Regions from separate parts of the Sus scrofa genome. Here all the other regions are linked to region 3. Evidence: chromatin contacts called from public HiChIP or PLAC-seq data. All regions are on one chromosome and are shown on one strand. The core of a region is the stretch at or near the end of the contact, and the rest is flanking DNA. Distances in the headings are between cores, read along the strand shown. Region 1 holds the start of MYOM1 (myomesin-1). Region 2 holds the start of LOC733637 (myosin regulatory light chain 2 protein). Region 3 holds the start of EMILIN2 (EMILIN-2). Region 4 holds the start of METTL4 (methyltransferase-like protein 4).

Evidence for each region. HiChIP or PLAC-seq counts read pairs in DNA pulled down with a chosen protein or histone mark.
Region 1: a contact with region 3 is called in an H3K27ac HiChIP or PLAC-seq map of alveolar macrophages. The contact joins the promoter of MYOM1 here to the promoter of EMILIN2 in region 3. A contact is called at or near these places in 2 of 2 datasets of contacts at active chromatin or transcription factors (alveolar macrophages and skeletal muscle).
Region 2: an H3K27ac HiChIP or PLAC-seq map of alveolar macrophages shows a contact between it and region 3. The contact joins the promoter of LOC733637 here to the promoter of EMILIN2 in region 3. A contact is called at or near these places in 2 of 5 promoter capture datasets (liver and skeletal muscle) and 2 of 2 datasets of contacts at active chromatin or transcription factors (alveolar macrophages and skeletal muscle).
Region 4: an H3K27ac HiChIP or PLAC-seq map of alveolar macrophages shows a contact between it and region 3. The contact joins the promoter of METTL4 here to the promoter of EMILIN2 in region 3. A contact is called at or near these places in 1 of 47 Hi-C or Micro-C datasets (embryonic fibroblasts) and 2 of 2 datasets of contacts at active chromatin or transcription factors (alveolar macrophages and skeletal muscle).

Annotation. Positions count from the first base shown.
Region 1 is chr6:103,449,857-103,452,556 of Sscrofa11.1, reverse strand. It overlaps MYOM1 (myomesin-1), which reads right to left and starts at 1,351. Exons shown (of 37, transcript XM_005665300.3): 1 at 1,037-1,351.
Region 2 is chr6:103,423,395-103,426,094 of Sscrofa11.1, reverse strand. It overlaps LOC733637 (myosin regulatory light chain 2 protein), which reads left to right and starts at 1,305. Exons shown (of 4, transcript NM_001244251.2): 1 at 1,305-1,430.
Region 3 is chr6:103,785,605-103,788,304 of Sscrofa11.1, reverse strand. EMILIN2 (EMILIN-2) reads left to right here and starts at 1,384. Exons shown (of 8, transcript XM_021096135.1): 1 at 1,384-1,718; 2 at 2,219-2,341. The coding sequence starts at 1,585.
Region 4 is chr6:104,054,573-104,057,272 of Sscrofa11.1, reverse strand. METTL4 (methyltransferase-like protein 4) reads right to left here and starts at 1,442. Exons shown (of 11, transcript XR_002345043.1): 1 at 1,102-1,442. NDC80 (kinetochore protein NDC80 homolog) reads left to right here and starts at 1,488. Exons shown (of 17, transcript XM_013999249.2): 1 at 1,488-1,647.

The sequences.
Region 1 (2,700 bases), core at 102-2,601, 340 kb after region 3:
AGCTAAATTCAGAACCCAAAATAACTTGAAATGCTATTATTTTCACAAAATAAAATATTTAACTGTCTTGCCTCAACTCTGTTTTCCATTCTCTTTATTTCTGTTTTCCCCGAACATATTGAATAATACTTAATTTTCTAGGCACGTAGATGATGTATTACAAGTAAACAGGCTTTGGCTTTACATCAACAGAGCTGGTTGTCACAGCTCTGACCTCTGGAACGAAGGTACAACTACCTTCTCTTCATCAAGTACATGAGGATTATCCCCGACACATGACAGCTAGAGTGTGTTGGGAGGAAAGGTGGTTTGGTTGTCTCCTATTTCTTTAAGACCTTTTTTCTTCCTGAAAATAATTTGGGAATTTGGGAAGAAATACTAACTCCATGGTTGGAATTGTGACATGAATGATATTTTGTACAGGCATTAGAGGCTGAAAGCTGATAAAAACTCTTCACAGTAAATATTAACTTTGGGACCATTTTGTGGGGAATTTATGTTGCCTGTGAAATACTGCTTAGCCGTTTTCATAGGAGAAATACCACAGTGCACTCTTACATTTATCCACATGGCATTGTTGGAGCAAATTAGAAACTAGTGACTTCAGAGTTCATTTACTCCTTTTGATCTAATTTGTAATCAAGGAGCATTGTAGGCGTATGGAGGATAGAAAACACATGATTTCCTGTTACCTCACTCATCCCAGATTTCAACCAAACCACTGAACTGTAATTTGGAAGAAGCACTTGACTCACACTTACAGTTCCATCTGAGACAGCTATTATCTCCTTATGGTTCCAGGAACAGCAGCTTAATTTTAGAAGAAGCCGCTGAGCTGAGAGAAGAGCTGTGCCAGCACAAACCGGCACCCTGCTGCTCGTTTTCCTTCCCAGGAGCCCCACTTTCCTATTTCCCTGCACTTCTGACATCTCTTTGACAAAACTGCTGAGCTCAGAAGATAGAAACCACACACACCGTGGTGCTGCTAAGCACATGAAATATCAAGTGCATTCTTCTGCCCCAAGGTCACACTTACCAGTTTGCAGAGGAGTGGCAGTGGTGGAAATATTCCGACGTGACCGTGGAGCTGGATGAGAGAATGAATAACCCACGGAGGCTGAATCCAAGAAAAAGTTAAGAGCAGGGCTAAAGACAGGACCCTGGGGGCCAGTTCAAAAATAATGCATGTGGTCAGGCAGTAGAATGTCAGAGCCACACAGCCAGCCTTTTATGGCCAAGAAGGCAGATAAATATAGCAGCAAATGGGAAGGGTAGTCCTAAACTGAGAGGCAGAGGGAGGCACTGGCAGGTAGCTGCCTGGGTAATGTAATTACATTAATGCCAGTCAATGGGTCTGGCTTGATTAAACCAAATGTGAGATATTTATTTGGGTATAAGGGCTATTTTCAATATCATTTTATTACTGGTTATCTGAAAGTGTAATGGAAAGAGTGGTTTGTGTTGAGAGCTAAAAATAGATGTAGTAATCTGATTCCCAAAATGGACTTCATGGAATGTAAATGCCAAGATAATCGTTCTGGATGTGCTGTTCATAATGCATGTACATTTAAAAGACACAAGGTGAAAAAAGAACATGAGGCTAACTAGAGGCAAACAAGTAAGAAATGGGTTACAGGCGGTAGAAATTTTGGATCGAAGATTCGGGGGTCACCAGTTCTCTCATTTCAGGAAAATTTTACAAAGTAGGTCATAGCTTCAAGTTTGAGTATTTGATTCCCCAGTCATTAAAGCCTTTAGGAAGCAACATGTTTTATCTTTCCTAAAGCCAGAGTAGGGTCAGTCTATCTAACATCACTTCTCTTTCTTTGTTTTTTCCAACTATTTCACAAATTCAGAGGTGGTAAAACCTGGTGGTTAGAGCTTGCACTTCAGACTCAGACCAGACCTCAATTCCAGACCGTTGATGGCACTTAATAGCCATGTAACTTTAAGCAATTTATTTTTCTTTAAGCTTCATTTTCCTTCTCTATAAAATGGGGATAATAACGTCCAAATTATGGGACTGCTGTGGAAATCAACGTGATAACACAGAGAAAGCACTCACCTATCGACTGCCACATAATGAAGACCCAGTAAATGTCAACTGTTGTTCTGATAGTAGTAATTTAAAAGTTCAGATTATAGGTACTGAGCAGGTTATGTTCTGATACTAGAGCACCTAAATACAGATCACCTGTATTTATCCAAATACTGAACAGACCCACTATTAGGACCTACTTTCTAATCCCTTTCTTGATGACAATGACAGTTAACACTGTTGAGGACCTATCAAGTGCCAGACACTATGGTAGGCACTTTGTGTGATCCCATTTAATGGTCATAATGCCCTGTAAGGCAAGTAGCATTAGCTTCAGGCTACAGTTGAGGAAACTGAGGCTTCGAGAGGTAAAGTCATTTACCAAAGAGCACACAGCTAGTAAACGACATAAATGCAGTTCATTCAGAGATATGTGGATTCCAAAGCCCATGCTCTTTTTGTCATGTGTTGCCTTATCCTCCCTCCGATGATATTTTGTCTGTAAGAAACTAGATGCTTTCAAATGGTCTTTCAAGTGCAATATGGGTCTCCACTCATAACTGAGGGTCAGCTTTTGAACTACCCACTGTATATTAAAAAAGGTATTCCACTTAGTCCTGAGTGGAAATATTCCGATGTGACTGAGGAGCTGGATGAGAGAA
Region 2 (2,700 bases), core at 56-2,555, 360 kb after region 3:
TTGTGGTGTAGCTCGGATGGCAGACGCATCTCGGATCTGGTGTGGCTGTGGCTGTGGTGTAGGCCAAGAGCTGCAGCTTCAATTTGACTCCTAGCCTGGGAACTTCCATCTGCTGCAGGTGCGGACCTAAAAAGACAAAAACAAAACAAAACAGAGGAAATGCTCCTGAGGTCTTTGAAGGTGTAGCTTAATCACATCCCGAGTGCATTACTCTGCAGCTTTTACCTTTCTTGTCAGCAGGGTGAGAGCGGCTTTCGAGGGGACCCCAAGCCTCAGAACTGCTCTGGCCTGGTGAGCCAGACCAGGCTCCCAAGCCCGGCTTTGGGGTGACCTGGAGTGTCATGGGCTCCAGCCCACTCCTTCGTCGCCGCACTTGCCAGACTGGACAGAGGAGGGCAGAATTGGGCGACGCAGTGTCTGAAGCTGTGTTGGGAAAGGAGAACTGAGAAACTATAGGCCAGACTTCTTACTCTTTTCACCAGGCACCCTGAGAGGCATGGGCGTGGTTAGGAAGCTCCACGCTGTGGGTCGCGGGTCTTCCCTCAGAGCCCGATGGAGACAGGTTCTCCCTGTTGTCGGGGACTCAAGAAGCTCCGGTGGGAAACAGAACCCCAAACTTTCTGAAGAGGGAATAAGTCTTCCGCCTGCCTTGGCCTGAGGAGATCCTTCTGGGGCAGAGATAGTGGCCGCTTCGCTGGGGGCCCCCGGGACTTCACAATGTTTGCTCCTGACGGAGGGGCGCGACCCTTTATAAAATAACATGGTACACAGAAATCAAATCTCTCGCCTAAAGGCCTCATCTTGAGGTACGCTAGCCGTGCTGGACCCTCAGGAGAACCAAAAACTCCCAGGTCAACCTGAGGCGAGCCCCAGGCGCAGGCGCAGGACTGCTCGGCGCCAGGGGCCGGGCACTCGGAGGCGGGGCGAAGGCCACTCACGTGAGCCGCGAAATATCTCCGCGATTTCCCTACAAGGACTTCGGCTGCCGAGCCCCGCCCCTAGCCGGGCTTTGGAATGTGCGGAGGGGCAAACCCACAGGAGAGACTCACCCATTTGCCAACAGAAAAGGGGGGAAAGAAAAGCTTACTTTGTAAAAGGGGGTATAAAAAAGACTAAAACTTAGTCATTAGTCCCAATGAACCATTTAACGTTTTTCTATGTGCTAGGCTGCCCAATTGATACTTTCTTGCAATGCAGTCGGTCAAAATTACGCCCTTGGAGCATACTGGCAACACCCCTGCCCCGTCGCCCTTCCGTTAACCCAGGCTCACAGTGTTAGCCCAGAATGGTGACTCGACTTCCTTCCGGTTCGCTAGGCGGAGGCCGGAAGTGTTGGATTGTAGCGGCTCTGGTATTGGAAGCGAGTTAGTAGCGGCAGCCGAGGCAGCGAGGGGGTACCCGAAGCAATCGGATTCTTGCGGCTGAGCAGGGTGAGTGGTGCTTGGGGCTCATTCTGGCCGCATACCCGTGGGGCGGCTGATGAGCAGCGGTGCTTCCGTGGTACCGGGAGCGCACCTGGGCAGATGTACCAGCCGCTTCGTGGGTTTCGAGCCCAAGGGCCAGCTCCAGTATCAAAAGCCGGGGGCCGGAAACGGCCCAGATGCCAATTTTGCCAGACTTGGAGGTCAGGAAATGTGGCTTAGCCTGCTGGCGCCGCGAGCTTGGGCGACAGCCGGCCTGGGAAACCCGAGCCCCGCGGATCTGACTCTGGGACTAAGTTTAGTTTCTAACGTAAACTTGCCGGATTCAAGAGTTTGCGCAAAAACTGTAGCCCATTGCCTCCCCCACCACCACTCCGGCGCACCTCCCCGCTGCAGCTGTTGTTGCAGCTGTGTGGCTACGTTTAGTTGGAATAACCACCTCAAATTAGCATCTTCCTCAGCTCAGTGTCCATTCTGTAATTAGAACTTTGTTTTAAGTGATATTTGGGCAAAGGGAGGTTTGGTGTTTAATTTGCGGCTTCAGAAAAATTCCATAATACACCACCACATTCCTTTTGGGTGGAGACTTGGGGTTATATCAGTTTCCCAAAGTGTTTCTTTTTATAGTAGTTGAATTGGTTTATCAAAGAGTATGTCAGTTCTTTACAGAACTTGGAGTAGAAATAAGCGTTCAGGTGAGATTTTAACTTCAGCGCACAAAGTTTTATATCTAAAGGTGAAGAAAGTGAGTATTTCTTAAAATTATTGCTGTTTGTTTCATGTTCTGGAAGGCATTCGATAAAACTTGACCAGAGAGCTTTTTATTTTCAAAAGTGAGGCTTTACTCTCAGTGAACCCCGACAAAGAATTGCCTTTGTCAAGTGCTGAGAACTTTTTGGGTGTGGCAGTCTAAGGGAACTGTTCCTACCTTTAACCGGAAGTTTGCAAAGGAATTGAAAACTTGGTTTAGTTGGAACGGAAGCACCACCCTGAAAATGTACTTTTAAAAAACTGTGGTTGGCACCAAAAAGTTATATATCTATTTAGCTTGGAAAAAGGTTTATTGTTTAAATGAGACAAATCAGTAGATTTGGTCTGGACTCGGAAAGCAGACACTGTGCTGTCGTACTAGGAGGTGTTTTCTGAAATGAGAGTTTTTCCTTAAAGAACATGTTTCCAGAATACTGGTCAATTTGAGTGTTCTGTAGTAGAAAAAGTCTTCAGCTCAGTTTACACTTATTACCACTATAAATGCTGGAATCTAGGATTCTAACTAGAG
Region 3 (2,700 bases), core at 135-2,634:
CAGCTTGTGTGTTTTCTCCATTTTCTTTTCTTTCATTTCTGTGCTCTGCTTCTTCCTGTGACACTTCACCGACAAAATGGGGTTCGGATGGGGAGAATAGGGAAGTCACACAGAAAGTTAGGGGTTGGGTTATGCAAGACAGCTTTTTATCCCTTCCTGTTGCTTTCCGCGCAGGGTGGATGGCTCTTTTGAAGGCTGAGGTCATGTCATCCCATTATTTGCATGATCTCCCATTTAGAGAGTTCTCAGACAGTCTATGTCCTTACATGGTATATTTTTCTGCTCAGCTTTTGTGAAGTGTCTACTTAGGGAATTTTCTTTCTTCTATTTGCAAATCAAAAGGTTCAACAACATCAAAGCATACTAGAAATGAAATGGACCAAAGGTTTCATTTAGTTACAGTAAAGCTTTATTGTCCATGTTACAATTCACAGCCAACAGCATCCTTTAAGTTCACAGATATTGCAGTTAATCTATGCAATCTGCAAATAACCTCACCTCAGTTCATTAGACGCAGCAGGTTAACTTAAATACAGAGTTCTCTCTGCCCAGGAGAGTACAACATTCTGGTGGGGATTTTAGGTAAGGTTCTTTGGTAGACTTGATTCATCCCCAAAAGAAATTTGTAAAGTTCGTGTAACTCGAAAATAGCCAGAAAATATGCAAGCAAGTGAAAAGACATCTAGCAGTGCCTGAACTGTTTCAAAGCAAAGGCGATTATTGTGGAGAAAATGCTTTTAACGTTGGTAGGAAAAGTTCAGAAAAGGACATCAGAAGGAGAGGCTGGGAGGTTACCTTGCCAAAACCAGTGTAGTGTATATTAGTCTGATGTTGTGCTTTAGAACCTGTTGGTTAGTGTCGCTTCCAGTGTCCCCTGCTGCCCTGCATGTTGACGAGGCAACTAGTGTTAAATGGATGCGTAAGGGAAAGAAAGAGAAGAGGACCCGCGTTCATTTCTCCTAACCCCTCCTAAGTTCAGACGTGGAGGAATGGCCGCGCGTCTTGCCAGAGGAAACCCGAGTCGAGTCCGATAAAGAACTGATAAAAATGTCCCTCATTCGCCCCGGGAAGCCGGCACCCAGGCACGACGTGAGGACCGCCAGACTCGCTGACTGCGGCCGCTTCCCGAGGGGCCGGGGCGCGCCCGCTGGAAGGTGGGAGGGGAAGTTGCCCCGATTCTGGGAAGAGACCAAAGGAATGAGTAATTGGAAATTCTGTAACGGAGACCCTTTCCCCAAACCCTGTGGCCTTTTCACCCCAAACCCCCTGCCGAGCGGCAAGAGGACTGGAGACGGACGCGCTGGAAGGAGAGTCACGTTTCGGAGGGGGAAGTGAAATAAAAAGGGCGGCACCGGGGGGACCTGTGCGTCATTGAGGGACCGAGAAGAAGCGCGGGCGCACGGGGTGGAGAAAGAGAAGGGGGAGCAAGAAACCGGAGGGGGCGGCCGCGGAGCGCGGGTGGGGCGCGGCGCAGCGCCCGAGCCTCCTGCCTTTTCGGGCCGCGCCCCGGCCGCCCGCAGCCTCCCGGCGCTTGCCCCGACCCTCTCTCCGTATCCCGCCGGCGGGGCGCGCCCCGCGCGCAGAATGTGGCAGAGGACACGGGCTCGGCCCCGCGCGCCCTGGCGTTGGGCGCTGGCGCTTCTGGCCCTCGGCGGCGCGGGACTGTGCCACGCCGGCCCGCAGCTCAGGCACCCCGTGAGGCCCAGCGCCAGGAACAAGTAAGTGCGCGGCCTCGCCTCTCCCCCAGGACGGCGAGGCTCCCTCCACCTACCCCTCCCGACTCTGCCCTGCTGAGGCCATGAGCTGCAGCCGGGGTCCCCCTCCGCCTGCCGGGGTGGTGCCTCCTCCTCGGTGGCCGCGCGCTCCAGGGGCTACGCCGGGCGCCCCCAGCGACTTCTCCCTTGCCTCCCGCAGGGCTGCCTGGGGCTTGGGGCGCAGGGCGGGTCCCAAAGAACAGGGCGATCAGGAAACTACCCCCCCCCCAGGAATTACTGGAGTCGCTGGGACCTTAAGGGCTCTTTTTGCCTCTGTCTTTTGTCGGGTACAGGTTCACGCTATCCAAAGGCGCACCCGCGCACCCTCTAGATATCTGCTGGTCGAGCGCCCGCCTCTGCCCGCCGGGACCAGGGTATCCCAGACGCCCTGTAGGCTCGTCAGGTCTCCCCCAGCCTCTCTGTTCAGGTTTACACCGTGCCCTTCTCCCTTTCTTTCACCCCAGGAACTGGTGCGCGTACATCGTGAACAAGAACGTGAGCTGCTCGGTGCTGGAGGGAAGCGAGAGTTTTATTCAGGCTCAGTACAACTGTGCCTGGAACCAGATGCCCTGTCCGTCCGCGCTCGTGTAAGTCGCGGAGCCAGGGCCGCGGGGGTGGGTGGGGGTGGGGTCAGAGCGCTGGGCTCCAGCCGCTCAGCAAATCTCTTCCAGTGGTTGAAAAACTTCCGCTGAAAAGTTTGAGCGCCGACTGGGGTACCAGGCACGATGGGGTGTTTAAGGAGCGTGTGCCGCCTGGAGCGAGCGTCAGGGATGCGCCTGCCTTGCGAGCTTGCGATTGCTGAGCATAGGAGGGGACCAACAAAGCCCCCCACCCCCACTTCTCTCTTTCTCTCTCTCTTTCAATTTTATTGCTAACATAAGGCAGCTGGACCTAATTACATCCATATTGCGTGTTCTGGGGCACAGAGAAGATTCCAAAATGTATA
Region 4 (2,700 bases), core at 193-2,692, 270 kb before region 3:
ACCTAGTCGGATTCATTTCCACTGAGCCACGACGGAAACTCCAAAAATGCAATTTTTAATAGCACATCAGAAGCACTAACCCCTAGCAAAATGGCAAGGTTAAGAGTCCAGATCTGTAACTGGTTCTGAGCAGTTCTCTTCCGGCAATAAGGCTTTTCAAAACTTCCTTATCTTTTTTTTTTAACAGTTTTTAAAGTTGAAGTATAGTTAATTTACAATGCTGTGTTAGCTTCAGGTGTACTGCAAAGTGACTCTTTTTCAGGTTCCTTTCCATTATAGGTTATTACAAGACATGTACTATAGTTCCCTGTGCAATACAGTAGGTCCTTGTTAAGTCTACTTAATACATACTACTGTGTATTTGTTAATCCCAAACTACTAGTTTGTCTCCTTCCCCCATCCCCCTCTGATAACCATAAAATTGTTTTCTAAGTCTGTGAGTCTGTTTTTTAAATAAAGAACTACCTTATCTTTTCTCTAAAAGAAGGCTTTTAGTTCTGGATTGCTTATTAAATCTGGTGTAGTGGAAAACTTAAGAGGAGAAGAGAATAAGAAATACATCAAGTGATTAACAGTAGTTAATAACAGTAGCATTTAGATTTAAAATCTAACTCCGTATATTAGCAGTACGACCACGGACAAGTTACTTGATCTCAGTGAGCCTTAATTTCATCATTTTTAGGACATCTCAGAGGGCAGTTCAGAGAATTAAATGAGATAATCGACAAGAAGTGTTTGTTGTGCAAGGTGTCTGACACAAAGCAAGTGCTCAAATAAATGCTACGGATGATGGTAATTCTGTTCTCAATCCTCCCTTCCGAGTCATTACTTGGGGTGAAGAGGTCCTGAAATTGTAGTGATAGCTAGAACGTCGACAGAAGACTGAAACTCGGCCAGGAAAGGTGACGTGCCCCAAATTAAGTGCACTTCTCCCTCCTATTTGGCCTCACACCGGGTCCCTCCACCTCCTCGCAGGCCGCCACTAGAGGGCCGTAGAGCCCCAGACAGCAGTGCAGCTCTGAGCGTGAACCCTGGTGGCCGCCTCCATAGCGCGACCCTCGGAGCCGACTGCTCCCACAGCAGGCCGTCACTGTCTCCTACCTCACCGCCTCCCTCGTCAGAACAGTGCACGCCGCCTTCCCAGACTTCCTTCCTGAAACAGCACCCAGCTAAACAGTGGTCTTGAAAGACACTCCTTTCAGAGCATAAGCAAAAAAAAAAAAAAAAAAAAAAATCTCCTTTTCTAAGAGTCAGCAGGAGCGGCCCTGCTGCTGTACGGAAAAAGCGTTCCAGGGCTGCTTGGAGCGCTAAGCTCGCTACCCAAGGGCTTAGAGCGCCTGGGTCCTTGGAGCTAAATACAGGAATCGGGCCAAACTCCATAGAAGACACTTCAGAGACATTAGACGCCAGTGCGCCCCGTGAGGCGGCAGGGCGCCACCGTCACGCAAAGTTCCGGCGCGCGGGATTTGCGCACGCGCGCGCACGTCAGCGCGATGACGTCAGCGCCGGCGGAGATTTTAAAATTCGAACGGCACGGGCGGGAGCAGAAAGGAGTTAGTGTTTTGGCTGCCACTGTCCGTTTTAGCTGGCAATTGCACGGTTTACAGAGATTCGGCTGCCGGGTCGTGTCAGGAAGCTGGAAGAAAGGTGACTAATGACTTCAGGTTAATTTCGTTCCGGCAGTTCTGGTCTGGAGGGGGAACGCTAGGGCAACAACCCGTTAAATTCGGAGGCCTGGAGGACGGCGTTCTGGTGTTTGCTCTCCTAACTCGCCTCCGGCCGAATCTATGCCAGGCGCTAGTTTCCCGGAGTCCAGTAAATTTCTAATGGCGGTGATTTCCTAAAGGAGAAAGGAAGGGTCAAGGGGACACTAGTGGTAAGAAGAGGGAATGGAGAAAGGAAAAGGGGATTAACTGATGGAAGCAGAGAGAGGAAGAACAAGATGAGGGACTGTTTGGTGTGTTGCGTTTGAGATACTAGTGTAACATCCTGGTGGCCATGTAAGGAATACATCTGGAAGTCTCAGTCTCAGATTTTAAGAGTACATTTTAACTGGAGATTGGTAGTGGACCTAAAGATATAGATGAGAGTGGAAAAGTTTAATAGATGCAGAAGCGTATACTGGAGACGAAATAGTTGGCCAAAGAGGAAAAGAGTGCAGTCAGTTGAAAAGACAAAGGTGAGCCCAGAGATGTAGAAGGATTACCACAAATGTCCACTTTCCTGGAAACCAGGGAAGGATCTGGAAGAACTCGGTGTATAGTGTCTAATGCCTCAGAGCTAAGTTAGGATCAAAAGATTTGTTAATCAAGAGTATCCCAGGCAGGAGGCAACCGTTTCAGTAACTGGGAAGGGGGTGAGGTACGACTGTGGTCTCAGAAAATGGAAGCAGTCTGTAGACCAGATAATTTATCCTTGATGAAGGGAGATTGAAGCAAGAGAGGCAGAAATTGAAGAATATAAGTGGGAGACAGAGCAAGAGAGATGGATGTTAGGAAAAGCAAACAGAATGGCTCTATTCTGAGACAGAAGAAAAGGAAACAGGTAGTTCTTTTCAGGTAGCCTCTAACTCCCCACTGAGAGGCACAGCCAACAGTAGTGATGTGGTCTGAGTTAGGATGCAGAGTTTTAACTACCATAAATACCCTTGTGAAGGTAGGAGTCATAACTAACCTTTGTATTGTTTGCATTGCTTTGCAT